Linked DNA regions of Mus musculus: regions 1, 3 and 4 are each linked to region 2. A link is a contact called in public HiChIP or PLAC-seq data. All regions are on one chromosome and are shown on one strand. Each heading gives the region's core, a stretch centred on a gene start, on an enhancer-like site or on the middle of the called end of the contact. The rest is flanking DNA. Distances are from core to core; before and after follow the strand shown. Region 1 overlaps Gm41361 (a long non-coding RNA gene). Region 2 holds the start of Rps19bp1 (ribosomal protein S19 binding protein 1). Region 3 has its middle 14 kb from the start of Gm41363. Region 4 overlaps Enthd1 (ENTH domain containing 1).

The links. HiChIP or PLAC-seq counts read pairs in DNA pulled down with a chosen protein or histone mark.
Region 1: a FOXA1 HiChIP or PLAC-seq map of pancreatic cancer cells shows a contact between it and region 2. The contact joins the enhancer-like site here to the promoter of Rps19bp1 in region 2. A contact is called at or near these places in 1 of 39 promoter capture datasets (hippocampal neurons) and 3 of 115 datasets of contacts at active chromatin or transcription factors (effector CD8 T cells, memory CD8 T cells and pancreatic cancer cells).
Region 3: a contact with region 2 is called in a CTCF HiChIP or PLAC-seq map of the NIH/3T3 cell line, with 13 read pairs. The contact joins the enhancer-like site here to the promoter of Rps19bp1 in region 2. A contact is called at or near these places in 2 of 39 promoter capture datasets (embryonic stem cells and stem cell-derived epiblast-like cells), 1 of 15 datasets of contacts at CTCF or cohesin (the NIH/3T3 cell line), 2 of 484 Hi-C or Micro-C datasets (embryonic stem cells and nephron progenitors) and 2 of 9 other capture datasets (embryonic stem cells and liver).
Region 4: a contact with region 2 is called in an H3K27ac HiChIP or PLAC-seq map of T-cell acute lymphoblastic leukemia, with 5 times the contacts expected there. The contact joins the enhancer-like site here to the promoter of Rps19bp1 in region 2. A contact is called at or near these places in 8 of 39 promoter capture datasets (the C10 cell line, HPC-7-derived erythroid cells, cranial neural crest and 4 more), 2 of 484 Hi-C or Micro-C datasets (cerebral cortex and nephron progenitors), 11 of 115 datasets of contacts at active chromatin or transcription factors (the SCID.adh cell line, T-cell acute lymphoblastic leukemia, bone marrow-derived macrophages and 7 more) and 2 of 9 other capture datasets (embryonic stem cells and pancreatic islet).

The regions. Positions count from the first base shown.
Region 1 is chr15:80,035,469-80,039,610 of GRCm38.p6, reverse strand. All of the region lies in intron 2 of Gm41361 (a long non-coding RNA gene), which reads right to left. Among named protein-coding and RNA genes, the nearest start is that of Gm41361, 5.5 kb to the right of the region's middle. Within about 2 kb of position 2,145, at least 36 of the 459 cell types and tissues checked have an H3K27ac peak or open chromatin away from gene starts, as enhancers often do. A contact at or near this core is called in pancreatic cancer cells, where this site is marked.
Region 2 is chr15:80,261,969-80,266,530 of GRCm38.p6, reverse strand. Rps19bp1 (ribosomal protein S19 binding protein 1) reads left to right here and starts at 2,225. Exons shown (of 4, transcript NM_175109.3): 1 at 2,225-2,304; 2 at 2,414-2,548. The coding sequence starts at 2,253.
Region 3 is chr15:80,412,714-80,417,157 of GRCm38.p6, reverse strand. No RefSeq gene overlaps it. Among named protein-coding and RNA genes, the nearest start is that of Gm41363, 14 kb to the right of the region's middle. Within about 2 kb of position 2,652, at least 24 of the 459 cell types and tissues checked have an H3K27ac peak or open chromatin away from gene starts, as enhancers often do. A contact at or near this core is called in the NIH/3T3 cell line, where this site is marked.
Region 4 is chr15:80,515,246-80,519,681 of GRCm38.p6, reverse strand. The region is part of intron 2 of Enthd1 (ENTH domain containing 1); the gene reads left to right. Among named protein-coding and RNA genes, the nearest start is that of Enthd1, 43 kb to the left of the region's middle. Within about 2 kb of position 1,536, at least 73 of the 459 cell types and tissues checked have an H3K27ac peak or open chromatin away from gene starts, as enhancers often do. A contact at or near this core is called in the SCID.adh cell line, T-cell acute lymphoblastic leukemia, bone marrow-derived macrophages and 4 more, where this site is marked.

The sequences.
Region 1 (4,142 bases), core at 896-3,395, 230 kb after region 2:
ACTTTGTAGACTTCACACTTAGAGATCTGCCTGCCACAACTGCCTGGCTTAGTCAGTATTTCATGATAGCAGCAGCAAAGAAAGCAAGCATTGCCTAAGGTTTGCTTTAAGTACTGGCAAGTAAACCAAGGGCCTCATGCATGCTAGGCAAGTGCTCCACACTGTCTTTTTATTTTAAAAAGATTTATTCTTATTTTTTTCATTAAGAAATTATCTTTTATGATCTTTGGTGTTTTGCCTGTGTGAAGGTGTCAGACCCCTGTAACTGGAGTTATAGATAGATGTAAGTGACCATGTTGATGCTAACTAGGAATTGAACCCAGGTCCTCTGGAAAAGCAGCCAGGGTTCTTAACTCCTGAGCCATCCCTCAAGCCCCATATATATTCTTATTTTATATGTACGGGTATTTCACTGGCATGTCTGTGTATTGCATGGGTGTAGTGCCTGTAGAAATCAGAAGAGGGCGCTGCATTCCCTTGGAACCATGGTTGTAAGCTGTCTTGTGGGTGCTGGGAATTGAACTCAGGTCCTGTAGAAGAGCAGTGTCGCAAGCATGAAGATAGATTCACGTAACTAGTATAACAAAATTTATATTTTATTATCACAAATGTTCACACTCTAAATTACTAACTTTGGTCCTTAGCCTATCTTCTCAAGGCTGCTCACCTGTGACATATCTTAGCTGAAAATTAGGTCCAGTCTCTAATGGAAGTCTCTGATTTGAGGGTCCGGATCCTGGGGGGAGCAGATCAAGGTGGCATCTCTCCAGATGTGCAGAGCAGAGCATGGTTCTTGTCCTTGCTTAAATACTGTCCAGTGGGCATCATGGTATTCAAGAACTGTGTCTGGTTATCTTGAGTGAGTGATATCACTGAGTTCTGGTTATCGGGTGTGCCTTGCGTGTAGTGGAGATCCTGACTAAGCTATTTTTACATGTCTAAAAGGCATTTTTTTAAACCATGCTCATTATAAACAGTAACCACTCAAGCCCCCTATATATTCTTATTAAGCTTTCTCTCTAGCCCCTTCCTTTTTGTTTGTTTGTTGTTTGTTTTTTGAGACAGGATTTTTCTGTATATCCCTGACTGTCTTGATACTTACTCTGTAGATCAGGCTGGCCTTGGAACTCCTGGCGATCCACCTGCCTCAGCCTCCTGTGTGCTGGAATCAAAAGTGTGTGCTACATTACTGCTCAGTTTCCATCAAGTTTTGTTTTGTTTGTTTGTTTGTTTGTTTTGGAACTCATTCTGTAGACCAGGCTGGCCTCAAACTCAGAGATCTGCCTGCCTCTGCCTCCCAAGTGTTGGGTGGGATTAAAGGCGTGCGCCAGCCACCACTGCCTGGTTTCCATCAAGTTTTAAAGCAAGTCTATGTTACTTCTGCCTGCCTACTCTCCTGGGGAGGCATGCAAATGAGATGGTGAGCCACAAAACACCTTGATTTGCATATAACCAAATTTCAGGTCCAGTGTCTTCTGGGCCTTCCTTCTGCTCATGCCCTTTCTTCTCTCCCTTCTTTTCTATGGTCAGGTCCCTGAAGTATCCTGGAGTCTAAACCTGTGCCTGGTTTCCCCTTATGCATCAGAATGAGAGACTGAGCAGAATGAGAGTGAACAGGGTGAGATTGACTGGAGGAGACAAATGAGCTGCAGAAGAAGAAGTGGAACAGCTCTGCCCACAGTCCAAGCTGCCGCAGGCACTCTGGCCACCTCTGGGTTGAGCAGGCATGGATGGCCAGGTCCTCTGGGAGGCTATTGGGCCAAGGGTTCCAGGGCACACATGAGTCACCAACCCAGGAATTCCATTCCAGCTAAGGAGCTAGCCCTAGCTGTGGAAAACAGGACACTTTCCATACAAAGATACCAATCACACACGGCTCATTATCTGTCACTCCCCCAAACTGGAAATAATGGAGGTGTCCATCAACAAGGGAACGGCTAAGTCAACCATGGAACTTTCACTTGATAAAATATTAGGCAGCCAATAGAAATGAGGTTCTGAGACAGGGAAAGGAAGCCAGGCCGGAGGTAAAATCGCCCAAAAAAGAGCCTGGGATAAAAATGGCGGGCCAGAAAAGCAGGATACTACTGTGGGCTCCTCCCCCCTTTAATATACAGTGTGATCTCAGCTGTGCTTTTTTAAAACAGTCGTCAAACAGAACACTATGGACGGAAATACATCAAGCCCTAACAATGACTGAGCCCGGGGGTGGGGCTATGGGTGGTGAGCTTTCTTCCTTATTTTGACTTTTCTGCATTTTTCAGAGTTTCCCAAGCACCCATGTATCATGCCTTTTATAGTCAAATTAAAAACGAGAATTTAGACTTTGGGGGTGAGCAACCACGATCTGCCCAGGTGCTAGGGGAACTGGCATCCGGGGGCCCAGTTCTGGGTTTGGAGGTGGCCCAAGGCTCAGAATCAGAACAGCCTTTGTGTTCCTGGACAAGTGCTTTGTGACTCAGTAGTCATTTCTGCCCAATGGGTTAGGGCAAAGAACAGGATGAGAGAGTGGCCTAAATAGTGTCGTTATTGTGTTCTCTAGAAGAGCTATTCTGCCACCAGACACTCAGAACGATGTCAGTGTCTCGCCAGGGAGTCCTAGGAGGTGGAAATGGGGTAGCTTCCAGAATCACATCCTGGGGGCGCTGGGAGGGAGTTGAGGCACACAGTCAGGAATCAGAATCCTGGTTTCTCCTTTACATCTGTGTGACCTTAGGTGAGAGTAACTTAACGTCCCTGTTCCTCGGTGTCCCTGCTCTGAAGGCTTTGCACTGAGGACTGTGGGTCCATAAATGCTCTAAGTGTCCCCATGCCCTTGTAGTCAGGGACAAGGGTACAAGAGGCTGTTCTTTGCACTGGTGTCGCTGACACCTCTCCTGTCTATTCTACATTGTTTCCAGCCCTGTCCCTGGAGTAGAGTGTGTGTGTGCAAGGCTGTCCCCAGGGCTCTAGAGGCTCACACCACTGAGAACTTTTGTCCTCGGAGTCCCTCTCAGTTCTCAGTGATACAATCTGCTTGCAGAAGGTGGGCATGAGGGCAGAGTGGAGGCTGCCTCTGGGTAGCAGTGTGGATGTCCACAGAGACCCTGTGTACAGACAGGCCACACACATCCTGAACAAGCATGCTCTCAGCTAGCGATGCCTGTCACTGCCACACTGCCAACGTGTCTTCCTGCACTTCCAGACACTGTAGAAACCTCAGAACAGCAGCCTGGGATACAGCCAGTCTGCTGCTCTGCTGCAGTTATTAGGTACAGGCATGTCTGATTCCTGAACACACACACACTCATACATCATACATATATTCCACACACATACATATCATACCCCCTATTCATATACACACACAAACACCCCCTTATACAAACCCATTCATACAAACAAACACACATACAACACACATACACACAATCCCCCCACATATACAAACACATACATCACACACACATATACACACACCACATAAACACACGTGCCACACATATATACACCACACACACATACACACAATCATACCACATACACCCCACACACATATACACACACATACCATACACATACACCATACATACACCACACACATACACACCACACACACATACACACATATACCACACACCCACATACAACCTACCCCCTCACACCATCCCCCCCACATACACAACTTACACACACACACACACACACACACACACACACACACACACACACACACACCCCTAAGACTTAACTTTGACTCCTGTGTGATAGTGTTTCTGTTGCATCATCCCATAAACACTCGGGAATCCTTGAGATAGACACTAAGGCTCAGCCCATTCAGCCATAGAAACAAGCTCAGAGATATTAAAGTAAATCATATGACATCACACAGCTGACAGTGACCAAGGCCAGGCTTTGACCCAGGCTGTGCGCTCCACATCCAACCTTGGGGCTTGTGCTTTGAGAGCTGAGACTCTTCTAACTTCTCTGTTCTCATAAAGCCCAAGGCTTCCCAAGGTCCCTGCAGATTAATGTGGGGGCCCAGCGTGGCTCTAGACTCCTAAATTAGGGAAGGAGCTCTTTGCCCATGAACATGAGCGCAGTCAACTATCAGGGGGACCCTGGTTTCTTGTTCTGACACAGTGCCCAATCCGTTCATGTCC
Region 2 (4,562 bases), core at 976-3,475:
GCCAATCCAGGAGCACTGGACCTCACACATCCATTCATCCACTCTGACTGTAGGTAGTGGAGCAGGAAGCCAAAGAATGCTGTCCTGCAGCGCCACCTAATGATCACATGGTCGCAATGTGGACAGCCACACAGGAATTGATTTCCTTCCTCAAGAAATATTAGACAGACAATATACCTACCTCAGTGAATGGAGTTTATGCATGTGAAACACAACAGGAACTTGACTCTTGTTAGCATTTGTTATTAAAAGTGTCTCCCTTCTGGACTAGTTTAGTAGAGATTTGACAATGAGAGTTGTCCAGGGAGAATCACTGTTTCTTTGTGTCCACATTCTACAGTATCAGGTACGCAAACCCCTCAGTATCTGTTGGCCCAGTGAGTCCAGATGTCCATTTTCACTCCCCATTCACAGACCGGCTAGCGCTTCATGGCTCCCACATACCAGGTGCTGGTTACGAGTCTCCACAAGTGAAATAAACCAGGCAGGGTTTCTCCTCATTGCCAAAAAATAATAATTTCTTCTGGGTTAGGAGGTTAGAAAGCTTGTTTGGCACTCAAGAGTCTGCATTTGATCATCAGCACTGCAAAAACACACGAAAGTGACGAAAAAGAAACCTCTAGACTAGAGGTTCTCAACCTTTTTGGTGTCATACGCTCTTTTCACTCTTAAAAACTCAGGGCTGAAGAGAAGGCTCAAAATAACCAAGAGCACTAGATGCTCTTCCAGCAGACTTGGGGTCGTCTCACATCAGCCTGTAATTATGCTTACTTCTGGCCTCCACAGGCATGGGGTATACCTATGGTGCACAGACATACATGCAGGCAAAAATCCATATGTGTGTGTGTGTGTGTGTGTGTGTAATATATATAAATATATGTATACTTAAATTAAAAACAAAAACGAAGCCAGGTGGTGGTGGCACACGCTTTTAATCCCAGCACTTGGGAGGCAGAGGCAGGCTGATTTCTGAGTTCAAAGCCAGCCTGGTCTACAGAGTGAGTTCCAGGACAGTCAGGGCTGCACAGAGAAACCCTGTCTTGAGAGGGGGGGGGGGGAACTCATGTAACCAGAGAACATTTATGTGTAATATTTATCGATAGAATATTTACATCTATGTGTAATATTGATTGTAATATTTATTGATCTATCAGACTAAAAACTGACCTTTTTTTTTTCAATACTAGGGATTAAATCCAAGCATTCTACCGCCAAGCTATTAATACATCCTAGCTCTTCTTATTAATCTGTAACCCAGACTGGTCTAGAATTTGGAGTGTAGCTATGTGATATAAACTGACCTGAAACTTGCCACTCTCCTGCCTCGGCTTCCCAGGTGCTGGTATTCTAAGTGTTCTGGTATCACTGTGCCCAGCAGTATTTACTGTTTCGCCTGACAACCAACTCATTGCTTAATAACATAAACAGTATTTTGCAGCAAATAGCTGTATTTTTCAAAACAAAGCACTTTATTTTGCATGTTTGCAAATCTATTTCTTTGTTGGGGTTTTTTTTTTTTTTTGGTCTTTTGTTTGGTTTTTTCCTTTTGTTAGTTTTGGTTTGGTTTGTTTGTTTGTTTGTTTGTTTGTTTGTTTGAGACAGAGTCTTGCTATGTAGCCCAAGTTAGCCTGGAACTCAGAGCAACAATCTCTGTTCAATCTCCCAAGTATTGGGACTACAAAGTACGACACCTAACCTCCTTGGCTTTACTGATTCTCACACAGATTCTCACAGTGCACGGGACCGGTGTAATGCTTTGAAGGTCATGAAAACTGTCTAAGCCCGGCAAAGTGGCTTAGGTCTGTAAATCCGGCCCTTGGGCGGCAGAGAGAGAAGGATCAGGAGTTCAAAGTCATCCTCAGCTACAATCGAGTTCAAGGACAGCCTAGGCTAGATGTATCCTTGTCTAAAAAGAAAGTAGAAAGAATCACTTCTTTTGCAGGAACTCAGTCTATTCCACACTTGGCCCCTGGACAGAATTGACCAGTAAGGCTAGAAGTCGAGTCTGCCCGCCCACACAGCCTGGATCACCAGAGACCTGTTGCTTAGAAATTGAACAACTGTGGCTTCTGCGCTTTGGACACGCCCCTAGCTCCCCGCTCCTCCGGGGCTATAGGAAAGCCATTGAGCCTGCGTTCTAAGGCAGCACTTCCGCTCGCTGCGGAACCCTGAGCTCCTGCTCCAGTTTCTGCCGAGGAGCGAACACCGCCAGGGCGGAAGTAGCTCGCCGCGTGTGGGCGGGGCTCGGAAACATGTCGGCGGCGTTAGTGCGGCGCGGTTTGGAGCTTCTGGCGGCGTCCGAGGGTGAGGAGAGCAGGTCCTGCGACAGTCGCGCTGTGTAGGAGAGCCAGCCGGGCGGGTGGGGAGGGAGAGCGCGCCCTTCAACTCGGTCCTTCGCTGCCTTTCCCCGTAGCTCCCCGTGCGGTCCCGGGCCAGGTCCAGGCTAGCGGGACTCCGGCGAAGCGGACCCGGAGGGCGCGGGCCAAGGCCTCCCAGGCTCTGAAACTGCGGAACTCAGCGAAGGGAAAGGCGCCTAAGTCCGCTCTAGGTGAGTTGAGAAAGACTGTGAGCGCTTCTTAGAATTGGGGGCAGCGCCTTCGAGTCGGGAGTTCCAAACGTTCCCCGAGACTCCACAAGGAAAAGGCAAAATGAATGTTCAAATCGTGGGGGACAGGTTTCGAACCCAAGCAATCTAATTCCCAGGTCTGCCGCTGTCTGCTATGTGGCAGTTAACAGGATGAGAGAAAGAGGGAAAAGCCTGGGAGTGGTGACACACATCTGTCATCCCTGCACTTGAGAGGTGGAGGCAGGAGAATCAGAAGTTCTGTGTCTTTCCGTGGTGAGTTCAGGGCAAGACCTAATCGTGAAGGCAGATGAAACGCAAGACCCAGGCGCTTGTGAGCTCTAGCCGTGGTGGGGAGAGAAACATCAGAGAGTCTCTCTTAATTATTTATTTATTTATTTATTTGGCTTTTTGATACAGAGTTTCTCAGTATAGCCCTGGCTGTCCTGGAACTTACTCTGTAGACCAGGCTGGCCTCGAACTCAGAAATCTACCTGCCTCTGCCTCCCAAGTGCTAGGATTAAAGGCGTGCGCCACACGCTTACTCTGTAGACCAGCCATCAGAGAGTCTCAAAACTAACAAGCAGGGTTTTGCCAAGTGAGTGAGGCTTGTGAGGTGAAAGGCTCTGCAGTGCTCCGAGGAAGAATCAAACTAACAAGCCAAGGTGGAAGCAACGTTAAGGCATCTGAGAAGGTTTTAGCCAGAAAGGCTTGAGAATTTGGAAGAAGGCTAACGGGTAAGATGAGCAAGAGGCAAGATGGAGGACCCATCAGGGATAGAGGGCTGGCTCACTGGTTAAGAGCACTTGCTGCTTGCTCTTCCAGAGGACCTGGAGCCCCCCAGAAGCCCACAAAGCTGCTCACAGCCCACTGTAACTCCAGGTCTGGGGATTAGATACCCTCTTCTGATTCCACAGACGCTCACTTGGGGTGCACATACATACACTAAGGCACGCAACACACACACATTTATGAAATGAAGCACTCAGTCAACAGTTTACCCTTCTAAACTAACTAACTCGTTTGACCCTCACGGCAGCCCTGTGAGATGAGCAGATCTCTCCCCCACTTTACAGTTACAGAAACAGGCACCTGCCCAGGTGATAGAGGTGGAAGCCGGGCAAATTGTCCCCGTGCTGTTGCTCTTAATGTGCTCTGCTCAGGTGACAGTGCCTCCTTCCATCCCAGTAGGGACAGCAGAAGTGAGTTGATATCATTTACCAGTGAAGTGTCTGCAAAGCAGAAACCTTGTTTCCAGTAGAGCAGCTTAGGGGGTGTGGCACAGGTAGTAAGGCCTCCTTGAGAAGGGGCACAGGATGGTACGCATGTTGCTTTCTTCTTTGACTCCATGCCTCTGCTCTATAAAGGGAGTTGAGGTACTCGGGTTTCATTGTGTGTTTGTTTCTCCCAGTTTTGGAGGCGGGGGGGGGGGGGGGGAGTTATTTTGGCTCGGGCAGGCCTGGACCTCACTGTATAGCACAGGCTAGCCATGATATAGCACAGGCTAGCCACGACCTTAAATCAGCCTTCCTGCTTCAGCCTCCTAAGCACTGGATGATAGGCACACACCACTGCACCCAGCCTGGGAGTCCTTGTTAAAAGCTATGTCGTTCAAGAGGAAACACTATGAACAGAGGTGGAGCTAGGAGGCATGCACAGACACTAGTGGTTTGCACGAGTTCATGTCAAGGTGCCTCCCTCCCTGCCCAGTTATCCCAATAACTGGAGGACAGGAGTGGGGTTCCCTTCACTCCTGTCCTGAGGTAAGCACTCCTCAAGACACAGGACTAACCTCCCATCCCCAACCCTGGATTTTCCATGGTCCTCGTGGCTGGTCTACTGCCTAGTACATAATGGGTAGGCAGGACAATAGCCGGGCATGGTGGTGGTACACGCCTTTAATCCCAGTACTCCGGAAATTCCAACCCCCAAGAAAGAAAATGGAAACCCTCTAAAATGTGTGTTACTGTTCTTCTCAGTTCCTTCCCTGTAGAAATGA
Region 3 (4,444 bases), core at 1,403-3,902, 150 kb before region 2:
AAACCATTAAGCAGAGCCCAGGGAAAGGAGAGGCCCCTCTTGGGGCCATTAAACCCAGTCATTAATTTAAGGAGTAGAACCTTCCCTAATAATAGCCATGGGCTGTCCCCAGAGGCTTCTGGAAGGCTGGGTGCTGCTTGTCAGCTGCAGGTAACAAAAATGCCATCAGCATCTTACAGCCTGGCCCTGGGATTCTGTTTTTATGTTCTGAAGACAGGATAAATGGCCCTGATCACTTTTATGATGCTAATGTCACTGCAGAAGCTTCAAATGAAAAATCGTGTGTGTGTGTGTGTGTGTGTGTGTGTGTGTGTGTGTGGTGTGTGTGTGTGTGTGTGTGTGTGTTGTTTACTGGGCGCATTAAAAAAAAAGTTCTGCACAAAGAAGATGCAGCTGAGCTGAGAAATGGTTCTGCCCACCACCCACCTTGGAGCTGGGCTACTCACACAGGTCTTGTTTAACCGAGTCCATCTCTGTGGTACCCATGTGAAGGCCTTGGCGTCCCAAGTCAAGATGGCTCTCAGGGGATAAAGTGCTTGCCTTGCTAGCGTGAGGTTCAGAGTTTTGATCCTCAGCACCTACACACTGTGGCAGGCATCTGAAACTCTGAGGGGCTTGATGGGAGAGAAAGGACTATCCTAGCCTCCCTGGCTAGTCAGCCTAGCCAAAATGGTGAGCTCTAGGTTCAGTGGGATACACACACACACACACACACACCCACTGGTCTCTACACATGCACACGTGAACATGAACATCTACACACACACACACACACACACACACACACACACACACACACACACACATACAAGATGGAGCACGATAACGGAAGAAGTCATTCAACATGCACCTCTGGTCTCTACACATGCACACGTGGACATGAACATCTACACACACACACACACACACACACATACACACACACTTTGGGGGGTGAGGGCAGTGCTCCAGATGAGCTATAGTTCTGCCTCCATCCCGTAGTATCCCATAGGGAAGCAAGTGTCCTGGATCCACCAGAAGTTTGGCCAGACGACTGGTCTTGGGGAAGTTGGCCTGTCACCAGCTGCCCCAGTGCAACAGAAAACACAGGGCTTCAGGAAGAGCCCAACTGGCTCACAATGAGTGTCCCTGAGAGCACTGTACAGGCCGGACACTAATGGTCATTCAGCAGCCACAACACAAAGGTCCCAAATAACAATGTCACCGACCAGTCAAAGGGCTACAGCCACAGGAGCAGACACCGTGCCTCCAACCAGTATACTGCTTCCCACAACATCTGTGAGGCAGGGGGATCAAATCCTACGTTGGAGCAGCCGACAGATAGTTGGTAGGTAGTTAGTAGGCTAACAGAGGACTTCAAAATCATCCATCCTGGGCAGAGACTCTTTGGATTGGAAGCTGAATGTATTGGGGGGCCTCTGTGAAGGTCAGCACATGCTGGAGCTGCAGGATGGCTTCAGGTCCCCTGACAACTTAATCAGGACTCAATCCATTTTTCTCATTATGGGCTAGACTCCTAGTCCATCCTTCAAACTAATGAGAAATCTTGTTTGGGTGTGTTGGGCAGCTTCTGCCTCCTCCTGATTTTATATTACTACTACTACTATCATCATCATCATCATCATCATCATCATTATTTTCTCCAATATTATTACTTTCTTCCAGTAGCCCTGCAGCTAAACATTTCACCCTGTATCTGTTCAGAGCCAGAAGGTCACCCTGAGAAGTAAGACTCTTACAACAGTGCTTGTGGGGCCTGGCAGACAGGCACGGAGGCAGGGTGAACCTTCTGCTTTGGCTGTCGATGCTCATCCAGTCTGTCACACCCCACCTTCCACAGGGAATTAAAAGCTGACAAATGAGTTGGTGCCCCGGCAGCTGCTCTCTGCCATCCAGAAAGAAGCCAAGTACAGAGCAAGGCTGAGACAAGTAGGCACCTAAGTGTGGGGACGGGCCTTCTGGGCAGACTGGGATAACACTGACATTGTGTAGGGCTGGGCTTTCCACAAGGAGCTCAGCATCCTTGGTTTGTAGCCCAGGGACCTTGAAAGGACTGAGGGGCAGAGGTGGGGGGGGGAACCATACCCATGCTGGTTCTCATAAGGCAAGAGGCACATGTGACCGTCACCTAAGGGCACTGACTGTCTAGAAGCCCATCCATATAGGCAGAAGGCTGTAGGGAAGGTTTTCCTCTTCCCAAATGAGGCTGGGATCATGGGTGAAGCAATTCACACAAGGTCTCATGACTGACCACAAGGCAGCTAATCCAGGCAGATCTGCCTCTCTCCTGGTGAGGTCTGCACCCCACCTCCCAAAGTTTGGGGAGCAGCAGCAGATGGATGTGAGAATGGGCCCTGGAGTCAGATCTGCCAGGGCTCAAGCCCACGTAGCAGCCACATAGTTCGTCTTGGACAGGCCTCCTTTCTCTCTTCGAAGACTCACTTCTGTCTCCCAAGGCATCCCACGCCCAAGTAAACACCCAGTCAACATGGACTGCACAGCAGGGCATGAGCGAGGGGGGCATACCCTGCAGCCCACACATCCCAGGGTCCCAAATCTCCTGGGAAGATACCTCAACCAGCACAGCCCACATACACGGGCTGGGCATTGAATCAGAACTGAGTCACAGCCATTTCCTCCAGGCAGGAACTGGCTTTGGCACGCATGGCCCAATTACTCAGAGATGTATGGAACCCTGTCGGGGCTGGGGGTGGTATCTGAACCCAAGGAAGGCACAAGCACCGTGCCGGCGGGCCATTAGTTTAGGAAAGTTCAACTATCCGTTCATGGTGGCTGCAGTCAGTTCCAAGATATCCTCCGCTCCCCTACGAATGGTCTGGATTCCTCAGTTCCAGAATGTATCTCAGACATCTCACAAAATGCTTTCCATGAATACAGCAAAGTGGCCAGGGAAGCTCTCCTAGCCTTCTGGCGCTTTGCCCACTGGGCATGCGCCAAGCAGGAAGCAGGTCAGTCCCCTGTAGTTGTTTGTTTAGGGCTTCCTCGAAGGACTTCTAAGCAGAATGCTGAGCTCTGAGATGGGCCTGCATGGTGCCTGCATTTCCCCCTCCTTAACATTCACTTGAGCCCCAGGTGGTCTCTGTCGTGGGTGCTCATGCCCACGGTTCCCTCCCACAGGATCCAGATTAAGGCCGATCACCAAGGATAGATGAGACTCAAGCCACACTGGCAGCTTTCCTCCCACCATGCCTGTCAATCTTGAGAGCCATCATGGCCTCCACCCACAGATAGCCTCAGGTGTTCCCACCAATGGGGCTGCAGACTGAGCCTGGCCCATTTCAGGATTCAGTGAGAAGAGGACAACTCCAGGACCAGCCGAGGCGGCAGATAGCACTGTTGGGAGAGCTTGATTCTGCCTCATCTATGGGCTTCCCATGCCTGATCCATCAGCATCCATGATCCAAGAAGGCAAGCCCTGCTCCTGCTGTGGGAGACACTGCGATCCCTCACGGGCTTCAGAGACAAAGTACCTTCCTGGTATTCAGCCCTGTTTCAAACCATTATTCCTCATTACTCCACTGCACTCCTCGGCAAGCGTCTCCCTCCTCCACCTTCATGCCCTTCAAAGGACTACAACAAGACTCATTTCTTGGCTAAGGGACAGACCATCCATCTTTTTAATCTGCCCTCATAAATCAACCACCTGAGCACCCCAGGCTGCCCACCTCTACTACCCTGGAACTCTCAAATCCTCTGGATATCTCTTAGGGATGCCCCCAGGTCCCAGCTCTTTGACTGGGGAGGGAGGTAGCCATATCCCCGGATCACCCAGCAAGCTTCTCTACCAGGGCCTATCTCGAATGAGGGGTGGAGGGGCCTGGCAGATGCCTCTACAGGAGGCTTGCCAGCAGCCACAGCAGCTGCTTCTGCTGTCAGCAGGGCCTTCTCCTGGAACAGGATGTCTTAAGCTTGTTGGGATCAATTGCCCATGGTGTTCTGATTACGGCCTCTGCCAGGTGGCTGACAGCTTCAACAGAGAGGCGAAAGGACTTTGTTGGGACCCTGAACAGATCCAAGAAATGAGGGTTTGGAGTGGAAAATAGAGGAGGAAGAGATGGGGTCTGAAGGACACGGGAGAAGCTCAAAGATGTTTTACTGGTCCCTTGACTGGATCTTTAGGAAAAGCCCAAAACAAAGGGCAGCAGGACCATGCAGAGTCAGCGCCGGCTTGGCTTTTGGTGGGCATCAGGAGGTTACTAAAAGGCTGCAAAATTTTCCAACTGAAGAAGAGGAGAGGGGCTGACTAGGAAAGAAGAAAGGGGGTGCATGCATACACATGTGTGTGTTTGTGTGTGTGTGCATATGCATACATGTGTTTATGTGTATGTGTGCATGTGTGCATGCACATGCATGCATGTGTTTATGTGTTTGTGTGTGTGCATGCATATTCATGCATGTGTATGGGTATACATGTGTATGTGTA
Region 4 (4,436 bases), core at 287-2,786, 250 kb before region 2:
ATAGGTCAATTTTGGATAATTTTCTCAATTACTGTCTACCTTACTTTTTGAGATGTGGTTTCTCACTGAGCATAGACTGCAGTGGTTCAGTGAGGTTAGGTGACCAGGGAGCTGCAGGGACCTTCCCATTTCTCCCCTCCCTAACTCTGGGATTTCTAAGTGCACAAGCTGCACCTGGCTTTTATGTGGGCCATGGCCATCCCAACTCAGGTCCTCGTGTTTACACAGCAAGTCCTTTACCAACTGAGCCATCTCTCTATCACCTGGGTGTTTTCTGAAAACTTAAAACAAAACAAGAAACAACCTAGCCTCAATTGTGTTGCCCAGGAAGGCCTCCGAGCTGGACCTGAGCGCTCCTCCTGCCCCAGCCTCCCTAAACTACAGTATATTCCACCATCCTGGTTCTGACGAGTACTTCAAAGTAATCGATACACCTTTGCTGACATCACCACCGAGAGGACCCTGCTGATCTACGGTGACAGCTGGGGGAGCAGTGGGGTGGTTTGGATGTGTGCGTTTACAGGGCATCTCAATGCCAGAGCCACAGTTGCGCTGATAGTGTCTTGTAGTCAGAGCTCGGTATCTCATCTAAGAGCTATCACGGGGCCCATCAGTTCTGCTTCGAGGTATTATCTGGGCTCTGCAGGCTCAGTGGGATCTCCATCTCTCCAGATAGTCTCTAGGGAGTTCCACAGCTGCAGTGCTGAGCAACTCAGCAACCAGTGAGTCCCTGGCATCACTTCCTGTCCCCTCTCCACACTTTCCTCAGAGGCTCCTTAGTCACAGCCCCATCCTCCATGGCTCATGGTTCCACAGCCTTAGTTGCTGGATTGTGATGGTGCCAGAGGGGCTTCATTTCTTCTGAGGAACCAAATGTGTGCACTCACCTCTTCCTTAACTTGTGGGAGTCTAGAGCACATGTTGCTTAGTCATGAAGTCTGATGAGGCACACTCACACTCACTTCCAGTATTGTGCGATCTGATATCGAGGGAGGAAGACCACGAATGTCTGTGGGCTTTCTGCAGCTTGACTGCCGTTCTTCATGCCCACAGGTAGCCTCGTAGTATTTTAACCAGCGTGCTGCCTCATTTTAACTTGATCTGGCCTAGAATCACCTAGGAAGAGTCTCGGTGAGGAATTTTCTAGATCAGGGTGGCCAATGGGCCTGTCTGTGAAGGACTGTCTGTCTTCATTGTTAATTGAGGTGGGCAGACCCACCCTTAATGTGGATGGGGCCATGGCCTGAATCGGGTTCTGAGCTGTGTGAGAGTGGAAAAAGCTCACTGTGCACAGGCAAGCAAGCCAGCCAGCAGCACAAGAGACTTCATTTCTCTGCTCTCCACTATGGCTGGGCTGTGACTAGCTGCTGCAGTTTCTGCCTTGTAAGCCAAATAACCCTTTCTTGTCTCTCCTCTCCCCCGCAGCCCCCCTCCCTCGGTCGCAGCAACAGAAGTGAAATGTGATTCTGGGCCAGAACACATCCGTGCTGCGTGCTGCTCTCATGAGTTCCTCAGAAGGGAATTAATCTACCCCCGTGCTGTCTGTCAAGCCCGACCCATGGCATTTCAGAGATAATTCTACTGCTGAGTACTGAAGGAGCAGTTACAGTTTCTGATTAAACCTCAGGAAAGCAGATAGATGACAGAAGTCCCGAGTCCCCGCTGTTTGCCAGGATTAATTAGAAAATCTCTAAGTCAGAAATAAGTCCGTTTTAATTACTCATTTTCATGTAAGTTTACAACAAAATGGAAAACTACAAACATACATGAAAGGTTCTCATTACCTCTTCAGGATCTGGCACCTACTGTCCCTGTGCCTCTGCCAGAAATGATTTCTGTCCTGTTTATTGGGATTCGCACCACCCGTCAAAGCCCCTGGTGTTATAGTTAGTTCTTTCCCAGAAGCCTGTCTGTTCGAGGAGCTTAACTTCCTACCAGGCCCTGGGCTTGTTGAAGGGAGAGCCCGTCTCATGCCGACCTATTGCTTCTAAGACATTTTCATGTATAATGTTAGACTTATGAACTTCTTCACAAAGTTTTGGGTTAAAATGTGGAATTTTATAAGAGGGAATAAACATAAAGTCTAGTATGTTATAAATATTATAAATATAGACATAAAAAGAAAACAAATCTGGCATGGTGGTACATACCAGTAATCCCAGCTACTTAGGAGGCTGAGGTAAGGCTATCATGAGTTCAAGGTCAGCCTGAAGTACATAGTAGGACTCCCAAAATAGAGAGTCCTTGCCTAGCATTCATATAATATCTGGTTCAATTCCCCATTACTGGAAAAAAAAAAGAAGAGAAGAAGAAAATGATACCACATGTATGTTCTCAGTGATTTTTATTTTTAATTAAGTGTGTCTCTGTTTGTGTGTGTCTCTGTGTGGGTTTGTGCGCATGAGTGAGAGCTCGTGGGACTTACAAGAGGGCATCAGATGCCCCTGGAGCTGGGGTTACAGCTGATTTCAGATGTGTGTCACCTGATGTGGGTGCTGGCAACCAAGTTCAGTTCTTCAGCAGTAGCAGTGCATGCTCTGGCCACTGACCACACCCACCTCTCTCACATCTTAAGGGGCATAAGTACCATTAGAATTGAGACTTGCAGCACATCACTGGAGGGAAACATAGGGTCCTTATCTATGGAAACTGTCATTCCTTTCTCTTGCTAAGGTCGGATTTGGTTTCACATCTCTCACAGAGTCTTACCTTTATATGTAGTGTTTGCATGTGTGAAAGTCTCCTCAAAATATCAAATATGTGCAAAAAGTGTGCTTTGGAAGAAGAATCCCACTGTAGAGCCCAGGCTGACTTCATACTTAACCGTCCCTCTGTCCCCAGTGCTGGGCTTACACACATGCAGCCTCTGTGCCAGGCTGGACTGACTTCCAGCACACAGCCTATCAAAGCCCTTGGATTCATATATTCTTAGAAGTACTTATCACACATAAAGAATCCAACGTAACTGGAAACACATGCTTTTATGAGCTAAGCACAGCCATTACCCACATCTGAGTACCATCCACTGCTCGCTGTAAGCACCATACAATGTCTATTTTATTTCATGGTTTTTGTACACATAAATGCTTTAAAAACCTGTTCATATAAATCAAAGCCAGAAGTAGAAGGTACTGTACTGCAGCACTGTCAATCAGTCCTGTGCTTTCCTTCTAAGTAACGTGCCAACAATTATCTAGTGACTTATTAGAGAAATATTTCCTATCTCTTGTCAGCTATAACGTGATGAAGTCTTTCATGTTTTTGAAAGCAAAGAGTTGAGAACACATTGTTTGGGGAAAGATTTTTTTAAAACAGTCATTAGGAGTAATTTATTTTTTTAGCTTCTGGGAATAATACAAAACACTCTTTATTAAAATGTATCAACTATTAATTAAACTTTTACTCTAACCTGACATAATCAGAAATTGCAGGGCAAATGAAAACGCTCCTTGCCCTATGGCTGTCAGTGCAATGGACTTTGCAGAAACTGATTTTACAGTGCATGCTGTTTCCAGTTCTTGGTAACTGCAGACTTGGTTTATGTAATTCTGGAAAAATATCTACCGTATAATCTAGTTGGCAAATGCAGCCTTCATTGTCAAAACGGTAAATTGAATTGGATTTCAAATGGCTTTTTCTCCATAAAATACCCTACATATTTATTCTAATAAATATAAATATTTCTATTACTTTCAATCTCTACATCCTTTACAATTATCATATTTCATGCACTTATTTGGGGTGTGTAAGTGCCTATGTATGTGTGTTTCCACATGTCATAGCGTGTGAACAACTTTGCCCGCTAAGCCATCATACCTGCCATTTTTGTTTCCAGGGGGCGGGCATCTCATGATCCCAGTCTGGCCTCAGAATCTATATGTAGACACTGGCCCTGAACTCAGGATCCTCCTGCCTCTGCCTCCTCCGTGCTAGGGTTTCAGGCATGTGCTACTACCTGTCACATGCTGTCACAGGGCTCCCAGACCCTTTCCTAAGATGGCTAGCTCAGACTTGGAGCCTTGTGAACTGCTGCACTGAAAACATAAACATGCCTCTCCCCACACCCCTGGCTTTCATCGCTCTGCTCTGGAGGACCATTCCTTAGGAGCGATTTGCTCTTTGACCATAGTTGTGGATGAAAAGCACATGAATGTGAAGTGAAGTTGGTCACTTTCCCTGCTGTCCTGTGCTGTCATACAGTGTGTCTGAACATCAGGTGTCCTGTGCTGTCGTCATACAGTGTATCTGAACATCAGGTGTCCTGTGCTGTCGTCATACAGTGTGTCTGAACATCAGGTGTCCCTGTACGGACTGGTGTAAGTCCCCTTATTGCCATTGCTTTGCCCTCAAAAGACTATGGATGGAACAGACTGCTGGTTCTCCCCTGTCTTGACCAATGGAGGTCATGTTGAGGTGGCTTGTTTGTTTTGCTCTTT